Regions from separate parts of the Hordeum vulgare genome. Here regions 1 and 3 are each linked to region 2. A link is a contact called in public Hi-C data. All regions are on one chromosome and are shown on one strand. The core of a region is the stretch at or near the end of the contact, and the rest is flanking DNA. Distances in the headings are between cores, read along the strand shown.

Region 1 (4,167 bases), core at 1,306-3,805, 460 kb after region 2:
GTGTATTGACGAATCATCAGATTATAACACTGATGGAAATGTTGTCGGCATGGAATATATTAATACAGAATAAAAACAGTTGGGTAAGTCTTAAGTTTTGATGGTTACCTTTGTACCGAATTCTGATTGTCCAATAGGCCGGACAGATACATTCACATCACAGCGGAGGGAACCTTCCTGCATGTTGCCATTGCCCACTCCCAGGTATCTAACAACCCTTTGTATCTCAGCACCATACTCAGCAGCCTCTATGCCTGTCCTCATATCTGGCTCTGAGACAATCTCTAGCAAAGGGACGCCGGCTCTATTTAGGTCAACCTAGCCAACCAGAATAGCAACCACTTTAATCACTTTAAATTTGTAGCTATCAGTACAACGAGCCAGTACATAATTGTTTGATGCTGAATTTGCTCTATTTTATTACTTCTTTCTATCTATGATTTTCTGTCAAGTGCTAGTGCACAAGCACATGGTCTCGTGATGCTTTCACATAACCACATATGTAATGACACCTTGTTGCAGATTGCCGAAACCTCATGTTCTTGTATCAGATTTGAGAAGGCCTCTTTGCTTGGATGAAAGGCAAGATCTAAACAGTGATCTGACATCAAGTGCAGTTAAGCTGCTCTTGCCCCATGATGTGTAGGATTTGAATTTCTGTTGTATATGAGATTGGTACTTACCTTCTGTATGACAGAAAGTATAGTTTCCTCTTATTGTATGCCCCCTCTAGCATCAAATGTGTAAGAAACACAATTCTCTGTATTACTTGATCTTTAGCATTTATGAATGCAGCGGTTTAGAAATTGTACCGTTGCACTGTGCTGATTGTCAACTTTTCCATGATTCCAGGGCCATATCATGGAGCATCGAAGAATAGAATATAACAGAAAACAGGTAGTACATAGTTAGGAAATAACAAGGGAAACCTGAGAAAAACTCCCTGATTCAGAGTGAAGCAGCTTGCCAGCATCTTCTTCCATGTGAACCCGCGTGACCCCAAATCGCCTGTGACCACCACCAAACTCCATTGGAATATCCAAATCAAGGTAACCCTTCTCAGCAATCGGAATGTCAAACTGCGAAATCTGGTATCCCTTGGGAAGGTCTGGATAGAAGTACTGCTTTCGATCAAACTTGGATGTCATGGAAATCTCACAGTTGAGAGCGAGGCCTAGCTTGACAGCACATTCAACAACCTTTGCGTTCAGAACCGGCAATGTCCCGGGGTGGCCCATGCAGGTGGGGCAAACAGTGCTGTTTGGCTGGGATCCATAGTCGTATGGGCAGGAGCAAAACGCCTTTGTGATGGTCGAGAGCTGGACATGGGTCTCAATGCCGATCACCGCTTCAAAACCTTGTGTCTTGTGCTCCGCTGCCTCCTTGGTGGCTTGTTGAATTGATTTGCGCACTGATTTGGGCTCACTGGTCTGCACACTCTCCACCCTAGTTGTGAAGTGGGCTAGCGGATGACGTCGAGTGGTACAGAACAGGCCTGCATTTGCTCCAAATAAGGTTTGCGTTCTGATCCCTCGTAAGAGCGTTAGAGCCATTGTGGGCAATGTGCGTTTCGTCTATTGCAATTCACAATCTACTGGGTGGGCAACAAACAGCCTGCAAGATGAAAGAGAACAAAGAAAAACTTGAATACAGACAGATTTCAGGATAACATGAGAAACCAATTCACAATTTAGCTGGCATTGTTTTCGCTGCGTTTAGGTGGCTACACAAATGATAAATCGGCCCAATCCTCCCATGGCGATTCTCACCAAAGATGAATCAAGTTACACTTGCTCTCCAGATGAGTCAGAATAATCAATCCTACTGTTTCTGGAATGCTGGTAACCCTGAAATTAGTACCAGACTTGATTGCTGGAATGCTGGTAACTCTGAAATTAGTACCAGACTTGATTGCTGGGGTGCTGGTAACTCTGAAATTAATCTATGAACTTTTTACCAAAGACAAAACCACCATAAAGTCAGACATACTCAACCTAGTACGAATGCAGTATTGTCGCAACATTTGCTGAGTACTCCCTCCGTTCCTAAATATAAGACATTTTAGAGATTGTACTATAAACTACATACGGATGTACATAGACATATTTTAGAGTATAGATTCACTCATTTTGCTCCGTATGTAGTCTCCTAGTGAAATACCTAAAAGGTCTTATATTTTGGAACGGAGGGAGTAGTACTCACGAAATTAGCTATTACTCCCTCTGTAAACAAATATAAGAGCGTTTAGATCACTACTAGTACGAAGTTTCTTGAATAAAAAACTACGTCAGTAACCAATGAGCCATTGCGAAGTTGGCATACGAGTGAATCCTTTGTTAGGGGAGGGGAAGGAGTGGGCTGAGGGGAGGGGAAGGAGTGGGCTGAGGGGAGGGGAAGGAATGGGCTGAGGGGAGGTGAGGGGACGGGAGCTGCACCTCGGCAGCAGCGACAGCGAGGAGGTCCGCCGGTAGACAGAGATCGACGGCGAGGAGGTGCAGAGCAAGGCGCGCCAGCGGAAGGGAGAAAGGAGAGGCAGTGGAGAGGGCTTGTTAGGATGATTTTCATTCCCAGACTAATCATCAATCACCAGGGGAGAGCTGGGCCCCGGGAAAACGGGGGCCATGGCCTCGGACTTAGATCACATTGGCCCACTCATTTCTCTCTCCCTGCTCAGCCCAACTCAGCCCAGTGAGAGAGAGAAGCTGAGACCACAGATCCCTGGCTGCCTCGCTCTAGGCTCCTCAAAAGAAAAAACTGCCAAAGACTTGTTCTTTCTCAAAAACAAAACTGGCAAAGACTCCAAATATGGTTGACATGAAAGGGCAAAGGATACGTGGCAAAGAAACTGGAGACGTCCGGAGCTTTTGAAACCTTTTTTCTGCAGAGTACTACCTGGTTTATTAGTCCCATCTTACTTAGGATCATATTTTGACCATGATTTTAACTAACAAAATATATGTTATACATAGCAGAAGTAATATCATTCAAATATGAATCAACGATATAATTTTTTTTGACATGCAGTGACATTTTATTAGTTAAGTTTATGATCAAAATTTGACACAAAATACAAAGGGGGCCAATAAACTAGGACGAAGCGTATTATGCTCTACAGACTTTTGAAACGGTTAGGGAACAATATTATTGCCCTTTAAAAACAAGTATATTGGGATGGAAAATTAAAACGATTAGTTGCTAATATAAAAGGCTCACCAACTTTGGTGGAAATCATCACATCTCCCAAGGTTCAATCAGATAGTCCATTATCCTCTTCTTATATTTGAAAGCACGGCTCAATCCAACATATAGATTAACTTCAGGTTACACCCCACGCAGACCAATAAATTCAAATGAGCTATTTTTCCTATATCTATCTAAATAAAGGCTTGATGCTGCAAAACCTTTGCAGGCTAATTTTCTCCAAGTGAATTCGACCAGATCCCATGGCTTGAGCTCCTGAGGAAATAACATGACCCCAAAACACTTCTCATTGCTCCTCCACCAGTTCCTTTTGTACTTGATCTTCACAACTAAATGTAGACTATCAGCAGCAAGGACATATAAGATCATCTGATGAAAGTAAGCATGACGTCTTGGTCCACGCTTAAGTACTGCACTACAAAGATACAAGACTGGATGTTCTAAAGTACACATAACAAGCAGACGCTGCTCAATAGCACCAGCAGCATGTTCATGAAACCAGTGCAAGAAAAAATACATCATCCTGCTATCAGGCCTATCACTTACACAGTGTTGGGTGGAAAGGGAAAGAAATATCAACAAAGTGCTTTACAACGAACAGAACAGGACTAGGCAGCAACTTAACCGAATATGAAACTGATGTTTAAACACATGATTCTAATACAGTCGTTCCCTCAGTACTTACAAGAATACCTTCTTGTAAAGGACTTTCTCATGCAAATAGATGTTCCAAGAGAACAATACACGGCTTGCCGCCTGAATCAGTATTCTTCACAACTTCTACAACTGCAAAGGAAGTCTCTTCTGATTGGCCCAGTCTAATGCAGCTATAACTTCACATACTTGTCAACATAACCCTGAAGAAATGAAATAAATCGATTGGTACATGCATATCCAAACATAATTATGCTGAACACAAGTAAAGAGTGTGTGAAACTCTATATATGTAGAACTTCAGAATTTATG
Region 2 (4,225 bases), core at 469-2,968:
TCCAAAGTCCCCTCCGGCAGGGCACCGGGAAGGGTCTCCAGATGAGATCTCGCGGAAACGGAAGCTTGCGGCGGCGGAAAAGTGTTTTCGTGGATGTCCTGATTTTTTTTCTGGATTTTAGGGAATATATATGCGAAAGAGCTAGGGCAGGGGGGCTCCAGGGAGGCCACAAGCCTGGTAGCCGCCGCCCCCTGGTGGCGGCTACAGGGCTTGTGGGCCCCCTGTGGCTCTCCTGCCTTGGCCCTCAAGTCCCTTGATCTTTTTCCGTTCTGGAAAAATTTATTTCGGGGACCGTTTGGACTCCGTTCCAAAATCAGATCTGAAAAGAGTCAAAAACACAGAAAAAACAGGAACTGGCACTTGGCACTGAATTAATAAGTTAGTCCCGAAAAAGATATAAAAGGTACATAAAACATCCAAAGTTGACAAGATAACAACATGATACAATCAAAAATTATAGATACGTTTGAGACGTATCAGAGTCCTATCGGGATACTTTGCCATAATGCGGAAGTATTGATCTTCGATCCTTTGTCAATATCTCTTGGCGGTTTGAGAAGTACCCGTGCACGCATCAAGAGGCACCGCACTCCATGCTTGGATCAAAGCTTGATCTTCCAAGATCGTGTAGTTCTTCGATCTTTGGCTTTTCCCAGATTTTGATTGCGATTGCTCATACGCTTCCGCTTCGATCTCCGCCAAATCGTCCTCACAACCATGATCACCCACGCCGCCCTCCGTTTCATTGTAGTCGAATGCGGCGAACGGGGCTTGATCAATGTCAACGACATTGATGTCCAACAAGTTCACGAACTCGGAAGTTGGATTGTTTGAACCACCACTATATTGAACGATTAACAAGTCACATGCTATCGCAACAAATGGTGAAAACGAAAGGAAATGGCCATGACCGAAGACGCATACCTTCCGGCCATTTCGTACAACACCTCGCTTGCGGGGGGAGTGGCACTGTTGAACAGCATCACCGGGGCTTCTCTTTCCGGGATGGAGCGATAGGATGAAGGAGGCAGCTTGTTTGTAGCCGGAATCCTCTTCCTCCTGCCGCCCGCGGCCTTGGTGACCTTCTCCGTCACCGACCGAGATCGTGCAGCAGCGTTGGCACCCGGAGCACGAGCCTTCGCAGCGGGGGCTGCCGGATTTCCGCCCTGCACGACCACGTTGCACTGCCGTTTGCGGGCACGCGCGACGCTAGCTTGAGCGACGGCGGGGCCAACATGGCCGGCGGCGAGACCCGCCCGAGCGGAAGGAGCGTGCACGACCTCGACGGTGACGGGGGCAGCAAGGAGGCGTCCATGGCGGCGAGGGACGGCCGCAAAGGATGCACCGGAGCGTGCGGTGGCGAGTCAATGGTGGCGACGGGTGGGGGGAGCGGGAAAGGCCGTGCGAAAATGTCCCTTCCGTCAAATCTCGCTGCGGATAGGGGCTAAGCTCGGGTCGGCCTCCCAGCTCGTGAAACTAGAGGTCGGGGAGAAGTTTTGCCGCGCCCCGCAAAAATATTTACGGGCCGGGACGGGATGCGGGGTCTGATCGGGTAGGTTTTCCCGCCCCGACCCACACTTTGACGGTTATTTTGCGGGCACGGGCGGGATGTGGGGTGTGCTAGAGTTGCTCTAACAACCCTAACAGAAAATCCGAAAAAGAGAGGGGTCCACGCGCTAAAGTCGCGCAGAGCTCAGAGCAAGTGAGGTGGCCCCCCTCAATTCTCAAATCCTCGCCTCCACCTCTCATCCGCTCGTTCCCCCACCCTGACCTCCTCCGGCGACCGATCGCCGCCGCCATGGGCTCCGACCGCGGGGAGCTCGCGCGCCTCTGCAGCGGCCGCAACTGGTCCAAGGCCATACGCCTCCTCGACTCCATCCTCGCCCGCTCCCCCTCCTCCATCCACGACCTCTGGTACACTACTGCTTCCTCCCCTCCCCGATCCGCCCCCACGGGGTCTCTGATCTATCAGTCTAGGGTTATGAGTTTTGACTCGGCGATCCCGAATTTGTCTTTCTCCTCCCTGGCAGCAACCGGGCCTTCTGCTACTTCCAGCTCGAGCTCCACAAGCACGTCGTCAAGGACTGCGACCGCGCGCTGCAGCTCGACCCCGCGCTTCTCCAGGCCTATGTCCTCAAAGGTACGACGGGGCTCTCGCTACCCACCTATGCGTCCTCTCGTTCCTCCCCATATAGTCGTGGATTTGCCTTGCCTGATCTATGCTTGGGGATTAACTGCCACCGCTAGATGTATTTGGGTGTGGATAGCCCATCAGATTTTGTTAGTGCAACCTGAATGCTTAGGACTCACTGTTTCCTACCCCCTCGGTCCCATAATATAATATGTTATTACAACCAATATGTGAGGAGTACGTAATTTCATGATGCCCCATGAACCGAAGAGTAGAGTAGCTTTATGAGCGTGTATCTATCCATCCCATGTCTGTGTTTTGCTGTAAGTCGAAGCTTCTAGTTACGATATCAGGAAAGAAACTGTTGCTCATAGGAACAGGACCTAAATGTATTCCGACACTTGTTGGTAGAGGCGTGGTTGTCATTAATGCACAACTCATTCAAGTATAGAGTAATTACAAAATTAATGTGATGCGAGCCTTGTGCTACATATGCTACTTTCTCTTTCTGCAATTTACTTTCCTTTTTCTCCCCGCGCTTTCCCTCTTTGTACCTCTTCCCTGCCATCGTCGAAGCCTCTCAGTCCGAGGTACACCAATGATCAAAAGAACACCTGAATGAGAAAAAGCTTCCGTAGATATCGTCTCTATTTCTTTTACATATGGATACTGTTGTTTTGAGGCAAATTCACCATTAACTTTTACGTTATTATCATTTTTAATCAGGCAAGGCACTGTGCGCATTGGGAAAAAATGAGGAAGCTTTGGTTGCTTGGGAGCAAGGACATGAGATTGCTGTCCGTGACACAATTGACCTGAAACAGTTGCTGGAATTGGAAGAATTAGTTTCTTCTGTTAAAATTTATGAGACGGTTGAGTGTGAAGACGTTGTGGATGCATCACCATGTGATACCAAGGTTGTTATTTCAGAAGATCGTTTTGTCAACACGTCATTCACTGCAGCTACAACTGATACAAAAACTGTTGTGTGTGAAGAGAACACTGCAAATTCCAAATCTTCATCAAACAGTGATGTACTGTTACCTAACAACAGTAAAGACCATAAAGATTCTATCAGTCCAGCAAAAGACACCACAGCGACACATCAAACTCCCAAGAAACAGCCGAAGCCAGATAAGAAAAACAAAGCAAAAGTTAAAAAAGAAACAAACGGTCAGGCTGAAGATGTGGAGGAGAGAAGAAGTTCCGATGAAACCATACCACTAAATCAAGCACTGTTTGCTACAAAAGTATCAAAATCATCCAAATCAATAAGTTTGGATTTTCGACTTTCGCGAGGCATCGCACAGGTATTTTTACATGGAGATGTGTTATTCACATCTTGACCATTATCACTGAGCTACATCTTTTCAGGTAAACGAAGGGAGGTACGACCAAGCAATATCCATTTTTGATCAGGTTTTGTTCTGGTGTATTATCAGTTTTTCTTGCTTACTCTCTTTAATCAGAAAAGGAACTGACAATCTGCATTTACATTTTTGCAGATACTGCGGGAAACTCCAACTTATCCAGAGGCACTAATTGGGAGAGGTACAGCATATGCATTTCAAAGAGAACTGGACTCTGCTATTTCTGACTTCACCAAGGTAGAACTTATAAATGCAGAATTCCCCCTTTACTTTTGTGTAAAATGACCTTACGACCTTACTCCAAATGGTAGGCTATACAATCGAACCCATCAGCTGGGGAGGCGTGGAAGCGTCGGGGACAAGCTCGTGCTGCTTTAGGAGAGTTCGTTGAGGCAAGCTTGCTATATTTGTGTAAACTTCAAAACTAATATGGGCCAAGTCGATAGAGATAGACTATATTTCAGAAAACTCTGATATTGTATGATAGTAGTCGCATTGTAAGAGCAATAAATTAGCAAACATGAAGCTATATTCTATTTTGTTCCTTTTCTTTTCAGGCTATCGACGACTTGACTAAAGCATTGGAATTTGAACCAAATTCTCCTGATATTTTACATGAAAGGGGTTAGTTTTGTACCTACAGCCAAATCTCATCTCACCTAATGTCATTTCTCATATATCTTTGATAAAAACGAAAGGACTAGGACTCCATGATAAATTCGTG
Region 3 (4,350 bases), core at 87-2,586, 330 kb before region 2:
GCTTTGAGTTGTTTGCTTCGGTGGTGAAGCGGTCTTATGGTTGTGTGTCCTCACCTCTCGCCATCTTGGCAGGGTTTAGGCAAGGCGTGCCTTTGTTGTTGTGCGTGTGGTTGTGCGTTGTAAGCCGGTTGACAACTCTTGTATGGTTTTTGGTCCGTTTTTTTATGAAGTGGATAAATCCTTCTTCTGCTCAATGAATTTAGCAGCAGTTGACATTCGAAAAAATGTATTTCTAGACCCGTTACTCATCTTACCTACTAATAAAGTAAATAGTGCTTCTTCCGTACGTCATTCAAATTGTCCTTTAAGTTGACTAAAATTACCCACCAATGCCACCTATAAGTTATAAAAAACGTTTCAAACAGGAAAATCACCAGACTGGGACGGCCCATGTAGGCACCTCCTATATTACGCTCTGGGCGTTGGAAAAAGATGCAGCACATTTGTTTGGGCCGACCCATACGTGGGCGCTTGTTTTTTAGTTTAGTTTTTTTATTTTTCTTTTCAGTTTCATTTTGTTTTTGTACTTTAAATAATTTAGAACTTCAAACAACTTTTCTCAAATTTAAGAAACTGAGAATTTCGAAATAAAATATTCAAAAAAACATATTTCTTTGAGAATTCAAAAACTACTTAGGAGTTTTCAAAAATGTTTGCATATAAAAAATGTTTAAACTTTGAGAAAATGTCCATAAAATAAAAAAGTCAATGATTTTAAACAAAAGTGCGTGTAAAAATCTTAAAAACAGTGTGTGCCTCTGTTTTTAGTCTCATTTTTTATTTTCATTTTTCTGTTCCATTTTTTTGTTTAAATAATTTAGAACTTTGAAAAACTTTTCAATTTACAAAACTAGGAATTTTGAAATAAAAGTTTGAAGAAAATATAAAATGTTTGTGAATTCAAAAAATGCTCAGGATTTTTGTAAAAATATTCGCATATTCAGAAAAATGTTCATAATTTTGAGAACAATGTTGGTGAAAACAATAAAAGTCCATGATTTTGAAAAAAAGTTTGTGTGTTATTTTTTGAGTGCAATTGAAAAAAATGTTTGCTAATTCAAAAAATGTTCATGCATCTTAAGAAATGTCCTAAAATTTTAAAAACATAATATGATTAGCATCATTAGAGATTATAATTGTTTTTCTCTCGTTGCAACGCTCGAGTTCTTTTGCTGCTAGTTGTGAAAGATGGTTCTAGACCTCGGAACCAGCAGCTAACGGACGGACCAGATACGCCCTCCTTGAGCAGGGGTCCACACGGACACTGGCACGCGCAAGTTGCCCGCGATTGATTGACGCCAACGTCGTCCTCTGCCTCCACCTCCACCTCCACGTCTATTAAACGCAGCCGCCTCCTGCTTCTCGCCTTCCCCACCAAATTTCCGCCGAACCAGAAAAGTATCGTCTCGTCTCGCCGAGGAATCAACAGCCATGGGCGGCGGCAACGCTCAGAAGTCCAAGATGGCGAGGGAGAGGAACCTCGAGAAGCTGAAGGGCGGCAAGGGTAACGGAGCTAATTCCCCCCTTTTCTCTTGGTCGTCAGATCTTGTTGGTCTCCTTGATCTGATCCTGTCGGTGTTTTCTCTTCTGATCCTTTGCAGGGAGCCAGCTCGAGGCCAACAAGAAGGCCATGAACATCCAGGTGCGCCGATTAATCCCGCCTATCCAATCAATCGAATCGATCTAACCTTCTCTAGCGATTGGGAATTATTTTTCCGCCGACGAGACTGTTATCTGTGGAATTTGTTGAAATTACGCCTTTAACGGGGACGGGATGCGTGCCCCTTCAGTTCGAACGACGATTGGTAGCTTATTTCTTGATAGGACTCTGGTCAGATGGTATTTTTGGCGGCGATTATCGGTATGATTTGGAGTTGTACTTATTTGTTAACTGCGCCTAGAGAAACGAAGGGAATCGTGTACTTTTGACTGCCCTGCCAGGACTATGGTTAGCGTATCGACATACTAGTATGCTGGATTGCAAATTAGTTGTACAAAATTCCTTCTTCGGGCATAGATCTGGAGTATTCACATCGCATATCGTGCGTATTAAGAGACACATGTGGTTTCTATGAGATATAGCCTGACAGCTTTAAGAGTGTGGCATGATGTACCATGTCTGAACCAGCTTTGGGCTGCTACCAACGAAGGCTATACGTGTGTCTGAAAACTACGAGTAGTTCTGGATGGTAGTACTACTTAAGTCACAAGGGGGGTAGCTGGAGGACTCATGTTATGTTAGTGTATAATCTCACTGGATGCACCCATTGTTTGCTTACCAACTTGATGGACTGAGCTTGTTAGCTACATCAGCCCTTGTTATAATGAAAATTGTCCATTGCAGTGTACAATTAGTCTTGACAAATTATCTTGGCAGTTATGTTGCCTGCGAGTTCATCTTCTTGTCTGCAAATTGATGTGCACCATATTGGATAGCTGAAACAGTTCAGTGGCTTTGCCTTGCATATCATATCAGTCTAGTGAATACTCTATGTTATAAGTACATAGAGATTGATGTGCACCATATTGGATAGCTGAAACAGTTCAGTGGCCTTGCCTTGCACATCATATCAGTCTAGTGAATACTCTATGTTATAAGTCCATAGAGATCGTGTAATCTTCAGCATTGCTGCCAAGAAACATTATTTGGTAATTGGCCGGTCATCTGATCAATGCTTCTCAATGCAGTGCAAGATATGCATGCAGACTTTCATCTGCACCACCTCTGAAGCAAAGTGCAAGGAGCACGCCGAGGCGAAGCATCCGAAGAGCGACCTTGTCCAGTGCTTCCCCCACCTCAAGCAGTGATATCTGCCAAATCAGACGGAGAGGGAGAGATAAAAGAGAGAGAAGCTGTCTTAATCCACCTAGTATTATCATGTTCCGCAATGACTGGTTGTTGACCTAAGCTTGGGTCTGAACTCTGGTGTGCTGCTGTCCCAGCTGCTTTGGTTGTGTGCCCATTACTATGTAATCGTCCACTATCAGCCTGTTGTGCTACAATATCTTAATCCTCTGTGGATTTGGTTTCGTTTAGTCGGTATATTCATCTTTTTGATATGTTTCGCGCTTCCGATGGCCCTGATGCTAGCTCGGACTTGCGAGTAAGAGCATGGTTTACAGCCAAGTTGCATCAAACATGAGCAGTTTTAACTTCGAGTAAGGGAATGGTTTATACAGCCAAAAATTGGCTAGGTAATGTTTTGACAAGCAGAAAATTGACAGTACCAAAGGTTGCCAAAAATCAGCAACTTTTCTAGAGGTGGATATGGTGAGTAAAATGTACAGTTGATATATAAACTTGCATGAGATGTGTAGCCACACAAATGAGCAGCCGAAATGTGTAGTTCATGCACACTGTTTAGAGCAGGGAACGAGACACAAGACGCATCCATGTAAAAGTGAACGGCTGTCCTTAAACTGCCTTTATCAGGAAAAGCAAAAGCAGTGATTAATAGAATTAATTAAATCCTAACACACACAAACTAAACTAGGCGATTGCTTTTAGAGTAAAATGCATTTTTTATGCCAACTCTGACAAGTTCAGCGACCGTATTTTAACAGACCAAATATTCACCCAAAACTAAATTGTCAGAATGACAATATTAACAAAGTAAATTCCAGCTCATCTTCTTATTTTTCGTCCCTTTCCCATGTTCTTTCTGATTGCTGATAATCTTCAGATTTACAACATGGATCGATAACAGATCAAATACTCACCCAAAATTTGAAGGAAAACTTTCCGCCCCTTTCCCATGTTCTTTTCTCCTCTATTATGGTCCTTTTTACGTGTTTAGTAGACGTTTCTAGCGGGACTGACCGTGGAATATGTCTCAACATGGCCTGACTAAGGTAAAACAAATAAAAAATTATCATCTTCACTTAGTTTGGTTGTCTGCATACACTCTAGGTTGGATGTCACGAAAGACATATTGTTTGGTTGTCTGTTTGTGTACGTGCAAATACAATGCATGTTGTTTGGTTGCGTGCAACCCCTCTTGTCTGATAACCTCTTTGCGAGATGATGAGGTTATCATCACACAATGTTAGGAAGAACACACACAACAGAACATATTAGTAAGCACTTATAAATATCATGCCACACTTAAACAAATCAGTTCAAACGCAAAACAATTTGACATTAAACTAAAACATCTGGAGCATATGAGGGACAATCCTAGACGTTCACGATGAAGGCGTCGTCGTGCCTCTCGCACCCGATCACCACTTCAATGCCATTGTCATTGAAGACTTGAAGGTAGCCTTGAAGCCTATCTTGGTCTGATGGATGGCGGTGAAGGTGGCCCAACCCTGATCGAGGGTGACCCTGTCTTTCAACAGTCGGACAGT

Evidence for each region. Hi-C and Micro-C count contacts between places; a contact is called where the count stands out from the background.
Region 1: a Hi-C map of seedling shows a contact between it and region 2, with 4 times the contacts expected there. The contact joins the promoter of LOC123426335 here to the promoter of LOC123426339 in region 2. A contact is called at or near these places in 3 of 6 Hi-C or Micro-C datasets (leaf and seedling).
Region 3: a contact with region 2 is called in a Hi-C map of seedling, with 6 times the contacts expected there. The contact joins the promoter of LOC123426340 here to the promoter of LOC123426339 in region 2. A contact is called at or near these places in 1 of 6 Hi-C or Micro-C datasets (seedling) and 1 of 1 datasets of contacts at active chromatin or transcription factors (embryo).

Annotation. Positions count from the first base shown.
Region 1 is chr2H:376,259,145-376,263,311 of MorexV3_pseudomolecules_assembly, reverse strand. It overlaps LOC123426335 (glutamyl-tRNA(Gln) amidotransferase subunit B, chloroplastic/mitochondrial), which reads right to left and starts at 2,555. Exons shown (of 10, transcript XR_006622168.1): 1 at 2,436-2,555; 2 at 930-1,614; 3 at 109-318. LOC123426334 (nuclear receptor coactivator 6-like) reads right to left here. Exons shown (of 5, transcript XM_045110143.1): 5 at 3,257-4,058. The coding sequence ends at 4,029.
Region 2 is chr2H:376,719,921-376,724,145 of MorexV3_pseudomolecules_assembly, reverse strand. LOC123426339 (suppressor of RPS4-RLD 1) reads left to right here and starts at 1,718. Exons shown (of 23, transcript XM_045110149.1): 1 at 1,718-1,914; 2 at 2,031-2,140; 3 at 2,858-3,441; 4 at 3,506-3,550; 5 at 3,637-3,738; 6 at 3,813-3,893; 7 at 4,059-4,125. The coding sequence starts at 1,799.
Region 3 is chr2H:377,048,417-377,052,766 of MorexV3_pseudomolecules_assembly, reverse strand. LOC123426340 reads left to right here and starts at 1,336. Exons shown (of 3, transcript XM_045110150.1): 1 at 1,336-1,504; 2 at 1,602-1,642; 3 at 2,689-3,036. The coding sequence starts at 1,432. The coding sequence ends at 2,808.